2 separate regions of the Mus musculus genome follow, and region 2 is linked to region 1. Evidence: chromatin contacts called from public HiChIP or PLAC-seq data. All regions are on one chromosome and are shown on one strand. The core of a region is the stretch at or near the end of the contact, and the rest is flanking DNA. Distances in the headings are between cores, read along the strand shown.

Region 1 (6,839 bases), core at 1,345-3,844:
CAAGTGTCCCCAATCTGCAACCTGGACCATCTGTAACCCAGAGTGGCGTGAATTTAGTACAACACGTGGCATACACCATCATATCGCATGTCGAAAGATCAGACACCCCTGCTTCACGACGTCACTGACAAGCTATGCATTAGTGGATTAGCAGCTGTAGCGTGGGTACCTTGGTGGATGCCGCAGCCTGGAATTCTGACCCTTTTCAAGTCCTGGTTTCTCTGTGCTTCTGTTTCCTTCCCCGAGAAATTGAAATCGTTACCTCATAGAATCATACAGGGAAGGTTCAATGGGTTTATATGTGTATTTACCAAGGGTGGAAAGATCAGCAGAGACCCCTTAAAGGAGACATAGCTCTGAAAGGCAGAAAAATGAAATTATTCATTCTTTATAGTTGCAGGAACTCTTCAGTATAAGTATTCCATTGACAGTGTCTCTGCAGGGTGCTAAAAGGAGAAAAATGCAAATTACATATACCTGAGCAAGCCACTCAGAGGGTTGGGTCTCTCTCTGGTCTCTGCTTCCCATTTCTGCTACACCTCCTTTTCTAGAATCTAGTCACACGGCCACTAGCTGCAAGGGAAACTAGGAAAGGTGGTTTTAGTTCCAAGTGGAAATCCTGTTATAAAGAAACGGGGGAAGAGATGTTCTGCAAGCAACTGATGGTCTGCGAAACCCTTCCTTGTTAAGAATGTTTGCATTCTTCATTCCTCCACCCCCAGCCTCACCCCCAGCCCCACCCCCAGCCCCACCCTCAGCCCCAGCCCCTCTCCCAGCCCCACCTGGCACTTCATTCCTATCTAAGTATGACTCTATCCTGCCACAGTACCATGACTCCAATTTTGTGAGTGCATCATTTACATTTGAATCCCTCACAGTCAAGCAAAGGGGAGCTTGTGTCATTTAGCGAGAGCACCAACTATGGACCTCTTTCTTTCCTTCCTTCCTTGCTTGCTTCCTTCCTTCCTTCCTTTCTTTCTCCAGACAGGGTTTCTCTGTGTAGTCCTGGCTGTCCTGGAACTCGCTCTGTAGACCAGGCTGGCCTCGAACTCAGAAATCCTCCTGCCTCTGCCTCCCAAGTGCTGGGATTAAAGGCGTGTGCCACCAAGGCCCCGCTTACGGACCACTTTCTACTGTTACTATTTATCATAAATTATAACATATTGCTCATAAGACATGTTATATTGCTTATATACGTATTTCTAGCTAGTGGTGGGTCAAGAGGCCTGTCAGTTGTCGAACCAAATTGACTTGGCTGACTCCAAAGTCTGGTCTGTCCAAACCGCTTCAGGATCTCTGGTCTGTGCTTGCAGGGTTTCTTGGGGTTCTTTGTGATATGGAAGGGGATGGAGAAGAGTGTGAGGTGGACAGGACTCCAGCCCTGCTGTAACTCTTTATCAAGCATATTTGCATTCCTTGAAACAATCTGCCTAGCTACCAGTCCTTAGAAAGCATGGTGGCTCAGCATGCTGAACTGAGTGGTATAATAGGAGCCTACCTGCCAGCCCGCAGCTCCCTGCTGTTGGGTCCTTCTCGCTCCCCCACCCCCACCCCACCCAGGTCTCTATTCAAACCTTCCCTTTCTCAGAGGACTGCTTGGTGTGCCTCTGAAGTTACATCCCAGGTGAGAACCACTGGCACCCAGAAACTTCTGGCACCCAGAAACTTTCTCTTTAGTGTGTTTGACCCAATTCATAAATTCTGGAAGAAACCTAGAACTGGATTTTCTCCCCATGTACTAACCACAATGGTTTAAAACCACAGAGTCTGGAAAGCTACCCCAGGCTGCAGGCAGGAGGGCGGGGGGGGGGGGGGAGGGGGGGGCGTGCAGAGTTCTCAGCTGCCTTTCCCTCCACTGTGAATCCTTCCCTTCCCGCTGCCCCAGCAGGAGCTGGTGCCTGGGCTGCAGCAGGGCAAGAGATTCCCTGAGGTTTGCTGATGTTCAGGTGAACTTTTGGGAGCGTCTGTTTCTCATCTGAGATACACTCAGCCAGAGCTATGAAAGGTTTCCGACAACAAAGCTTCCTGCGCGTGCTATAGAATTCCCAACCACAGGCATTTTCAAGAGGTAGACGCAAAAGCAAAATACATTGTTGTTACAGCTCAAAAGTTTCCTGTGGGCTGCAGTCGGTTTCGTGGGCTATGGTGTCAGTACCGGAGACAATTCTGCTAGAGAAAGCGTGGGGATGGGGGCCTCATATGAGGGCTGGGATCTGCAGAGGGGAGAAAGGGCTTCTTCATTGTGGGGAGACAGGAGAGGGGGCCGGGATGATGCAGGCGACCAGTGAATGGTTTGGGGGTGTCCATGTCAGGCTGGTGGGGCTTTGGTTATAGTGATTGTAAACCACACATTTCTGAGCCCTTAGGGGATGAGCCGCCCGCTGGTGGTGGGATTTAGGGAACTAAAACTACTGGATATTTATTGAACACCATAGAAGTACACTGCCTAGCTTTGGAGCTAACTCTGACCTTTACAACCTTGTCCTGTTTGATCCTTGCTGCTTTTACTTGTAGACAACTAGAGACTGGGGTGTTCTGGTCTGCAGATGTCCACTGAGTACTTCAGCAGGGCTTTTTCCTCAGCAGGGCTCTTCTCAGGGCTGAGGGTGGAGCTGTGAACAAGGCAGAAGGATCCCATTCCAGAGAGACCTCAGGACGTTACTGTGATTACTGTTGGAGGTGGAAAAGTGTGGCCTGTGTGACGGGGCTGGAAGGGGAGGGGCTGGAAGGGGAGGGGCTGCAGGACAGTGCTGGAAGGGGAGGGGCTGCGGGACAGTGCTGGAAGGGGAGGGGCTGCGGGACAGTGCTGGAAGGGAGGGGCTGGAAGGGGAGGGGCTGCGGGACAGTGCTGGAAGGGGAGGGGCTGCAGGACAGTGTTGGAGGGGAGGGGCTGCGGGACAGTGCTGGAAGGGGAGGGGCTGAGCGACCTCCTCATCCTGGGAGTCAGGAAAGGCTCCAGTGTCCTGAAATGGGATCTACTGAAATGAGATTTGACATTTGAGCGTTTTGAAGGACAGGTGTTTAGAGGCTCCTGGTGGAGATCACATTGCTTCATGGGAAGCAGGTCGGGGCTAACAGTGTCAGTTTCTGGCTGAGAAGGAATGCAGCCCAACCTGGCTTGCTGGCCCCTAGGGACATCTTCTGTCCTGTTGGCAGGTCAGCTTGTCTTGAAGGATTAATAAAAAACAAAACAAATAGACAAAAAAAATCTGATTAGAATCTAAGGAAGGATCAGGGTTTTTCCTCTCTGGTCTCTGTCGCCTCGTAGTATCTTAAAAGCTGGAACTGAAAGAATGTAAAACAACTCGGTTTCAAAACAGATTAGACTGCTTAGACTGTGATGTGGGCTAGCCTGGGCACCTCACACTCTGCATAGCCTTGGACACACACCTGAGGCCTTCAGAAGTGTTACTTATTGTCAGCAGTCTGCACAGCAGTCTGTGCACTGGGTCATGTGGTGCCTGAGGTTGGAGGGAACACACACACACATACACACCACACTCTGGAGAAGTGCACAGCTGTAGGAGGTAGGAATTTCTGACTCCTGACTCATCCTGGCTTACCACTCCCTTGTTCTACTCTCCCACTCTGTTAGCTAAAGTTTCTCCTGAATTATGAATGAGCGAAAGGCAATTATGTGTGTGCTCGTGGGGATGCGTGAGAGGGAAAGAGATTTGCAGATGTGGTCTGAGCACCATGCTTCAGAAGGCGCCAGCGGGATTGCTTTTCAGCACGGAGTCAGTCGGTGGTCTCTTTTTCTGCTAACTGTGAATTCACCTTCAGGAGCAACAAGATTTAATTATGTACCCATTCACCACCGGGTCTCACTTTTCACGGTTTAACAGCCCACGGGGAGCAACATGACCAAGCACAGCTTCCCTAGTGCTGTGGACGGCGAGTGCTTTGCACGCTCCGTCCGCACAGGAGCAAGACTTGTTCAATACATCCAATCTCGTTCATCTGTCATGTCTGCCTGCAGCCCCTTCCTGTATTGGACTGGACCCATCTGTCTTCCTGACACCTTCCTCAGCAGCTGGCTGGAGCGGGGAGCCAGTGGTGTGTTGACTTTTCTCTGTGAGCACACACCTGCACCAGCTTTGCAAACCCACCGCTGGAACGTTCCATTGCCCTTCTCTGGAGCAAATGTACATGCTTTGGACCAGGAGCAACTGCCGAGGTGTGACTTAGCTTACCAGCTGCCCTGCCTAGTGTGACTGAAAGGCCCCTCAGAAACACCCATGAGCCAGTCTGGCTGTTCTTCCACCATCCTGTAAAAGGGGAAATGCCCACAGCTGGTACCAAGTCCCAAGCACAGATAGTACTTGCCTCAGTGCTCCAAGAGTCTTTACAGCCATCACTGAGAACACTCTCCTCAAAGATGACCAGGAGCCCTCTCTTGTGCTGTAGTCAGCGTCTGCTGTTCCTGACCTCGCTCAAAGGGCGGCCTGACCCTGGGCAGGATCTTATCAGTGGGCCGGACTTCCCCTCCTTCCTGCCAAGTATAGGAAATTAGATTTGACCTCCACTCTCATCCCTGCAGAATCATTCTTGGACTAAAGACTTCCCGCCTTTGTAGTCCGGACATCTATTACCACCCTGATTAACAGCCATGCTCCTGTGGGCGGGCCTCGAAGACAGATGTGATTTCTGTGCTTCTTCAGCCCCACGTTGAGTGCAGATGTCTTTAAATGGACTAAAAATCATCTTTCACTAGTGGGCATCCATGTTCCAAAAGCTCCAGTTCCTCAGTGAGATGCCTGGTGCCACACCACCTCATAGGACCCTTCCATGTCCAACAAGGAAAAAAATCAGGGAAAAACAAAGCAAAACTCAAATGAAATCTAGTTCTCAACTAGGACAAGTGCAGACATGAATCTTCCCAGGTCTATCAAGAGCAGGAAGGGGAGCACAGACGAAAACTGTTGTCTTAAGACTTAGGGAAGGTTGACAGGCACCGGCTTCTTAGCTCCTAGAATTTTCCTGTAGGGCAGTTGCTTTTTGTTCAGAATCCTGGCTTTTTTTTTTTTTTTCTAGCCTGGAAGTGGTGGCAAGGATCTCTCACACAAAGCTAGCCTCTTTTACAAAGCATATCGATCCATCTCACAGTCATCAATATCAAGAATATTTATTCTCTGCTCAGCTGTGGAGGGGGTCAATATAATATATGACCCTGGTAATGAGAGGACTTGGGTTGTATTGTTCACCAAACACCTTACACAAGACTAAGACGTGGAAAGAGCTTGATACATGATTGTAAAATAGACATCGGCGGATTCTTAAGGAGTTATATTAAAATATAAATATAAAATATAATATAATATAAAAGGTAGGCAGGTGATTGTACTACAAAGGATGTGGGACACATTCAAGAAGGATAGATAAAGGTCAGGTGGAGAGGTAGGTGATAGCAAGAAGGATGGCCCTGGTGGTCATGAAGGGGTCTGATGGCCCCGGGCTTGCATGCACGTGTGTTCATGTTCTCTCAAGATCTGGATCAAAGGCAAATTGTCTTCTTGCCTCAGGATCCGGATCACAGGTGTGCCCTCCATTCCTGGATTGTACTTCATTCCACATACAGTCAAGTTGACAACTGAGAATAGCCATCGCAAACAGTTTGCCCTGAGGGATGTGCAGGGAGCCTCTTTCACTCTGTAGAGCACCTGTGGTAGGTTGACCAGAAGGCCCAGTGCTTGCCCACTTCAGTACCTATAGCAGCTTCTCCGGCTGGAGAATGTTACCACGATCCAAGACACATTGCAGTCAAAAGACAAGCAGGGGAAGCTCCCAAACTCCTTTCCTTCCATCTAAGAAGGAAAGGTATGGAACCACAGTACAGCTGTTGACTTGGAGGCACAGTGCATAGGCAAGGGGGACTCAGAGGGACCTTGAGTGCTAGAAACGTACAGTCAGAGCTTGGTCTCCGGGACAACTGAGGCAGTGACAGTCCCATGCTAGATAGAAAAGAGCTGAAGCAAGGAGACCCACGGAAAAATCATTGCAGGGTACATTGCAGGCACATTTCTGACTTCCCCCATTCTTAGTAGCAAGTACTTGACAACAAGCAACTGAAGGGGGAGGGGACACAGTTTCAGCTCACGGTTTGGGGTGACCACCCCTCATGACAAGGTGGTTGTGGAAGCAGAAGTTGCCTGAACTGGGGCAGTGAAGCTTGATCAGTGCCAGCTGTGCCAGAAAGCAGAGAGAGGAGACCATGTGCTTACCTGGTTGTCTTGGTTACAGAGTCTTTGTGTGATAAAACACCATGACCACACGCAGCATAGGGAGGAAAGGGCTTCATTCATCTCACAGCTTGTATCCCACCATCCAGAAAAATCATAGCAGGAGCTCAAGGCATGACTGGCTTGTTCCCGATGGCTTGCTCTACTTGCTTGCTGGATTTCTTTCTTCCATTCTTCTTGCCTTTCTTTTTCCTTCTTTCCTTCTTTCCTTCTTTCCTTCTTTTCTTCTTTCCTTCTTTCCTTCTTTCCTTCTTTCCTTCTTTCCTTCTTTCCTTCTTTCCTTCCTTCCTTCCTTCCTTCCTTCCTTCCTTCCTCCCTCCCTCCCTGTTTTCTTTCCTTCCTTCCCCTTTCTTTCTCTCTCTTTCATTTTCTTTTTTCCTCTCACATAATACATCCTGACTGCTATTTCCCTCCCTCCTCTCCTCCCAGTCCCTCTTCTACACCTCCCCTCTCCCCCAAATCCACTGCCCCTCTGTTTCTCTTCAGAAGAGAGCAGCCTCCCAGTGATATCAGCCGAACAGGGCATAACAAGTTACAATAAGAATAGGCACAAGTCCTTATATCAAGGCTAGATGGAGCAACTCAGTAGGAAGAAAAGGG
Region 2 (6,839 bases), core at 1,325-3,824, 580 kb after region 1:
TGTGGGAGAAGTGATGTTTATTTAGACAGAGTCTTTTTAGGCAGCTTTAAGCTCTTCCATCGGCGCAACACCACCCGGTGCTTGTCGTTCTCAGTCTTCTCTTCATAGACCTTTTTCAGGAGAATTCGCATCACCACCTCTGTTCCTGTCTCTTTGTTCTCTCCAGTGATGAGATCCAAGGTATCTCCCACCTTCACCTGAGGACACAGGGAGACAACCTTTATCCATTCTGGGAAACTTAGGCCAATTCAAACAGCCCTGCTTTGCTTTAATGTGGTGACTGTCACATAGGAAGAGCAAGGGAGACAGCCTGACACTCTTGAGGCTGTCACCCTAGTTCTGAACTGCATGGCTGGGAAGGCATACAGGAGGGGGCCTCAAGCACAGGGGCCAGACTGCAGGCAGCAGTGGCTTCCATCTGACATCCACGCCTGGCCTGCCGAGGATTGAGGCTGGGGAAGGTCATCGGTCAGGTCGCTGAGGGACAAACCTGTCTGTCTGGGCAACACTGAAAGGTAGGGCACAGCCTTAGCAAGAATGTGCAAAAGACAGCACTGCATGCACCAGGAAGAAGGCAGCACTAAGCTTTAGCCGGGATGCCCTAAAATGGGATGGGACAGTTTCATAGACATCAGTCATCATGGTTGCTGGCTGCCCCATGAGAGAGACTCATGGAAAGAGACCAGCTTCAGACCACAGAGGTGGACAGCACACAAGAGGCGAGTTGGCTCCAGGAGCTGAGGCCAAACTAACCTTACCAGAGGACTTGCTGCTAAAGCTTGTCACCCTGGAGAGCCATGTTACCACCAGGCCCTCTGCAAGGACTTGGTCCATGTTTGGCACATGGCAACACCTGGCAGATACCTGGTTCACTCAGCTCATTAGAGAATCTGGCCAGGAACTCAGGAGGTGCTCAAAACAGCCTGGCTACACGCTGCTGTTTCTGCCAAAATATAAGCCAGAAAGAGCATGGTGCTCCCCCTCCCCCACCCCGAACCCCCACCCAGCTTCTATTGAGTAAAGCATCTCATATGTGGGCCGCTGACTCTGTTGAAGGGTCTGAAGGGATTGCTCAGTGATTAACAGTGGTCACTGTTCTTGTTTGCCTTGCTGTGCACATGCTGCACAGACACACATGTGGGCAAAACACCCATTCACATAAAATAAGTTATTTACAGATTTTAAAATGAGTATACTAAGACAAACAAGAAACCAAGCCCCCCCCCCCATAAGCGGTCATGCACAGCTTAGAAACTGGTCCATTTCATTCAGTCACTTCCGTCTTTTAGATGCATTTGTGTGTGGGCATCGGCCTGCGTGGATGGCTAGGTGCCATGTGCACGCCTGGTTCCCCTGAAGGTCACAGGTAGAATGGAGCTCTTGGAATTGCAGCACAGGCAGTTGTCAGCCACCATGTGGTACTGGGAATCGAACCTGGAACCTCTGCAAGAGCAGCAAGCACTTTTAGTTGCTGAGCCATCTCGAGCCCCTAACTTAAAAATTTCGAAACCATTTAGTTTGGGGTGTGGGACACACTGTGTGGAACTTGAAACCTCTGCAGAGCTGTTCTCTCCTTCAACCACATGGGCTCAGGGAAGGGACTTTAGTTACGAGGCTTGGCAGCAAGCACCGCTGTCTGCTGAGCCATCTCACCAACCCAGTTACTTAGGCTGGATATGGTTGCTCATGCCTATAAACCCAGCAGAGGCAGGAGGATTGCTGCAAGTTTTTAGTGAGATCATATTACAGAAAAAAAAAAAAGTTGAAGGAGACAGGAAAGGAGGAAGAGGAGGGGAAGAGGAAGGAGTAGACACTGCAAGAGTATAAAGGGGAAAGGAAGGAAGTCAGGCGTGGGGCCCAAGAGAGATTAATGGAGAGGTGAATACAATCAAAACATATTGCACACAGGCATGAAAAATGAAATGTTATTATGAATAATTAATATGTGCTAATAAAAGTGTTTTTAAAAGGGAAAGGGGAAAAAAGTGATGACATTTCTTCCTTCTAGGGCTCAGACAATGTTTGCTCTTAGTGCAGCCAGCTCCTGGGAGGGGAGTTTAAGGCAGGGTGTGTGAGTGAGTCCCCACACTTTGGCTTCTCAAGCCACCTCCGCAGAGCAGGGTTAACACAGCACCGTGCACTCTGGACCCCGCCTAGACTGCAGAACACACAAAAGCTTTGCTCAGTGGCAGGCGGGGAACAGAGGGATTGAGCTGCAGCACCAGACAAGCTGGACCTCAGGGCCTGTGGCCAGGCTCTGGCTCCACGGAGCAGGCTGGGGAAGCAGGCATGCTTTATTTAGTCCCATCCAAGGCCTGGTCCTCTCAAGACACAAAGCAAAACTGGCTGGGGTTAGGGGCTGTTTCAAATATCTACATTTCAAATCTCTGCTTAGCTGCAGTTTCTATGGCTACCAGGCTTCTTAGTAACGAGGCAGGGAGCTAGTGTTAATGCCGGCCTCTGCCTTTGCTGACCCTCAGGAGGAATCTGGAAAGCGGCTGAGGCAACAGAACACCCAAGGCAGGAGGAGCAGAGCAATTAGGCTGCAGCTAACAATACCTCAAAGCAGGGGAAGAAAAACAGGCTTATGGAGTTTGCAAATGAGTCCAGCCAGGAGGGCATCCAGAGGTACTGCAGCCCAGCCACAGCCCAGAAAGCAATAGAGAAGGGTGGAGAAGGCCCATCTGGAGCAGTGGCTTTTGTGCAGCTCACTGAACAATGGCTGCCGGGTCATCCTGCACCTGCCAGCCAAGGTTATCAGAGCTCCCGGGCCTCGACTAACAGGTGAGACAAGAATGGAGGCCATCTCTCTGTGTCCACACAGGCAGCAACAATGGACTACATCATCCCCAGGAGCAGGCACTCAAAGTCTCAATGTTCACCGATGCACACATGACAGACACACTTCCTGTTCCACACCCCAGGGCAACTCCAGGTAGCTCAGATCCTGCCCTAGCAGGCCTCGGAACATGAAAGGAGAATAAAAACCACCCTTCAAAACCGTCTGCCTCCTCATTACCCCTCAGTGCTGATGGGTTACGCTTCCAAGCAAGGGCCATAGGTTTTAAGCCACCCTCTATCCCCAGACAGGTGTCACACATCTCAGGCTGGCCTCAGATTCAAGCGGGGATGCCCTTGAATTTCTCACCCTTCCGCCTGCCGCATGCTTGAACCTGGGGCTTCTTTCACATGCTCGGCAGGCACCCTACAGGAGAGCTGCGTCCCTAGTCCCACTTCCAAACTTTTAATTAAAGCTTTCTTACATTTTCCTTATTGAGTTTTGTTAAGTGATAATCTCATGGTTAAAAACCATGGTAGAACATCCGTGAGGCAAAGGCAGGCAGATCTCTCTGAGTTCAGGCCAGCCTAGTCTTACTTAGTGAGACCCTGTCTCAAATACACAAAAACCTCATTATCTGTATCTCAGAGGGAGGGTGAGGCAGCCAGGCCCGGCACCTTGCAGCAATGCCTGACGACCGAGTTCTGTCCCTGAAACCAACATGGAGGGTTGGTGGGAAAGAAGCCACTGCTTCACGCTGTCCTCTAACCTCCACCTACATCCATGCCGTGACATGCATGTCCTACACTCCCCACTCCCCAACTAAATATATTTTTTTTAAGCTGGAAAATAAAAGGCATGAAGGAAATTAATAGAGGAGAGCTGGGGAGTTGGCGCGGCAGCCAGGCACAGTTGTTGCTCTTGCAGACTTGGACTTGGTACCCAGCACTCCCACAGCGGCTCACAACCATCCTTAACTCCAGCTCTGGGAGACTTGGTACCCTCTTGTGGCCTCTGTGGGCAGCAGGCATAATTATGCACAAACATATTTGCAGGCATTTATATACATAAAATAAATTAAAAAAATAAAATTCAAAATATAAAAGGCATGAAGAAAATGACTACAGCTGGAGGGGCGGCTTAGCAGTTAAGAGCATCTTCCGGCCAGCTGCCTGTTGCTATTGCAAAGGACCCTGGTGTGGTTCCCAGAAATCACTGTGGCTCACAACCAATCACCTGCAACTCTAGTGCCAGGGGGGTCTTCTGACTTCCACAGGACTGCATGCGCACGCGCACACAAGCAAGACACTCAAGCACAAAGAAAGCTTAATACATTTGAAAGCTTAATAATATCCCATAAAAACCTATTTTAAGATAAATATGAGTAATATTTAATTCAAAATATATGGAGCATATTGAACATATGAATACATTATTTTGTTGTTGTTGTTAAGATAGTCTTGGCCAGCCTGGAACTAGATGAGATGAGCAGATCTGGCTGGCTGAATCTGTGGCAGTCTTCCTGACTCTGCCTTTGTGTGTGTGTGTGTTTATGTGTGTATGTGTGTGTATGTGTATGTGTGCAGACAGCATCTCAGGTAGCCCAGGCTGACCTAGAACTCCTGATCCCCGTTTCTCCATTTCCCGAGTGCGGCTTTACATACGTGCACTAAGAACACTGTTTAACAGAATTTTACTTTTACACGAGTGTGTGTATGTTTGTATCTGTGTGTGTGAGAGAGAGAAACAGAAAGATACAGACAGACAGGCAGGCAGACAGGCAGGCAGACAGAGAGACATGTTACACAGCAAATGTTGGAAGTACCTCCTTTTATCAGTTGGGGGTTTTGTGTGGTTTATTTTATTTTATTTTTTAAAATATTTATTTATTTATTATATGTAAGTACACTGTAGCTGTCCTCAGACACTCCAGAAGAGGGAGTCAGATCTTGTTACAGATGGTTGTGAGCCACCATGTGGTTGCTGGGATTTGAACTCTGGACCTTTGGAAGAGCAGTCGGGTGCTCTAACCCACTGAGCCATCTCACCAGCTTGTGTGGTTTATTTTTTGAGACACAGTCTCACTGTGCAGCCCTGGCTGACCTGGGACCCACATTCTGGCCTCAGCCTTCCACTCAGTGCTGGGGTGACAAGGTGTCACCACCCTGGCTCCATGTCTTTCAATTAGTAGTGCTAATACGAACTTGTTGGGAAATGAGGGGCATCTTTTTTGCCAGCTGCCTGTCAGAAAGCAGAGCTCCAAGGAGAGCCCCTGCTGAAGTGACCAGAGTCACACCCCTGCTTAGGTGACCCTGCTTGGTCAACCTTTCCCGTGTCATCTACTTGCCATGATTCCATGGGGCTAACGTTAATACCTAGATGTCTGAGTAAGGATGGCCGCAGTCCTGAGGGTGGCTGATTCCAAATTCTTCTCAGGACTCAATGGCCGAGAAGAGACAGTGGCCTGTAGGTGGTTCCCACAAGCATGACCAGGACTCAGAGGACCTCAGAGAAGGCACCAGGGCCCCCAGGGAGTCACAGGGACAGCACTGAGTAGCAGAGCGACAGACAGGACCGTGGGGCTGTCATGGCGGCGGTTTGGCTCACCGTTCTGCTTTTCTTCCACAACTTCTCCCCATTCAGTCTGAGTTCACCTTTGTAGAATGCATCTTCTACTTTGCTATTAAAAAGAAAAAAAAAAACCACTTAAAATTGAAATCACTCAATGATCACACAGCTTTGAGAAAAGCAGCTGCTGTTAGCGTCTGCTCGGTGAGTCCCCACAGCACCCTGCGCTTGGACGAAAGTCACGAAGTGAAAGCGGCCATCACTGACGGGCATCTAACAGGAGACCACAGGGTACTTCTGACTCTGAAAAGGCTCGCTGCTTCTCAGGCAGGTGGCTGCTCATGAGTCACAATGGTCAGAATGAAAGGGGGGTTTCCTGCCCCTCAGCTACCTGCTTGGCACTCAAGAGTGCAAAACCAGGCACCACACATATGGAACTGCCTGTGTGCACCCAGGGCGGAGTAATTCCAATCAAACAGCCATTCACCTCTGAATTTAACCCCCTGGTGACCTGACTCCAGATGACTGACACCTGGCTCTGCTTAATAAAGGGAGCAGCCAGCATTCAGGCCCTAGAGGAGTTGGCCAGATGTCAGACAGCAACCAGCAATCCTGATCAGGATGCTCAAAGCAGGGCCTACAGTCTTATATGTTCTGTGGATTCAAACAGTAAAGGACACAATTAGTGATGCCACAAAAGATACAAATTACATACGGAAATCTTCAATTTGCTCTTCTTACCTTGGCTATCCCCATCAATGACAGAGAACAGAGAGTGAACCCACACTTTGGTCACTAGCAGCACCCAGCAGAGAGAATGGCTGCACTAAAGGCACCTCAGCATCCACCCTCCCACCCCTGTGAAGGCGCTGCATGGGACACGGTGTTTGTCACAGCTCAAATCCACGCACAACAGCCTCCTGCACGCTGGGCCTAGGCACAGTGCTGGACACAGACCTTAATCCTACCTGGAGGCTGAAGCAGGAGGATTTCAGTGAGTTGTAGGCCAGCATGGGCTATAGAGTGATAATGTGGCTTTACAGGGTAAAGGGGGTGGGGGGTTGGAGGTGGAACCCACAAAGCTGCAAGGACAGAACCAACTTCACAATGCAGTCTTGAGTCCACATGATAGGGTCTGCACATCCTGCCTATCACACATGGACACTGGATACATTTTAAAAAGGAGCCTGGCCGTTACCGTCTAAAGTAGCCCTCTCAGCCCTAATCACAGCAGAGACATTCCAGTATGTACAGAAGGCCGCTTACTAGGAGCCCAAAACAACAGTCTTTTGGTCCAAGAACCCACTCTCTGCTTCCTCAGACAGCCTCTCAATATATAGTTCAGATCGGCTTCTAACTGTCTCCTGACGTAGCCCCACATATGCTGGGACTGCAGGCATGGCCCAGAGCTTTAGGTCGGACTGCAGTCCTTTGTGTGCATCTCTGAGAATGTACCGTCATAGTGAGTCTGTGCAGGCCAGAGGACTACCTC

What was found. HiChIP or PLAC-seq counts read pairs in DNA pulled down with a chosen protein or histone mark.
Region 2: a contact with region 1 is called in an H3K27ac HiChIP or PLAC-seq map of differentiating embryonic stem cells, with 4 times the contacts expected there. The contact joins two enhancer-like sites. A contact is called at or near these places in 8 of 39 promoter capture datasets (the 3T3-L1 cell line, 3T3-L1-derived adipocytes, embryonic stem cells and 3 more), 1 of 484 Hi-C or Micro-C datasets (cerebral cortex), 8 of 115 datasets of contacts at active chromatin or transcription factors (astrocytes, differentiating embryonic stem cells, embryonic basal ganglia and 5 more) and 1 of 9 other capture datasets (embryonic stem cells).

Annotation. Positions count from the first base shown.
Region 1 is chr10:42,947,712-42,954,550 of GRCm38.p6, forward strand. The region is part of intron 7 of Scml4 (Scm polycomb group protein like 4); the gene reads left to right. Among named protein-coding and RNA genes, the nearest start is that of Gm5079, 40 kb to the right of the region's middle. Within about 2 kb of position 2,595, at least 111 of the 459 cell types and tissues checked have an H3K27ac peak or open chromatin away from gene starts, as enhancers often do. A contact at or near this core is called in differentiating embryonic stem cells, where this site is marked.
Region 2 is chr10:43,525,212-43,532,050 of GRCm38.p6, forward strand. Mtres1 (mitochondrial transcription rescue factor 1) reads right to left here. Exons shown (of 4, transcript NM_026411.2): 3 at 5,387-5,459; 4 at 1-197. The coding sequence ends at 18. Among named protein-coding and RNA genes, the nearest start is that of Mtres1, 12 kb to the right of the region's middle. Within about 2 kb of position 2,575, at least 92 of the 459 cell types and tissues checked have an H3K27ac peak or open chromatin away from gene starts, as enhancers often do. A contact at or near this core is called in differentiating embryonic stem cells, where this site is marked.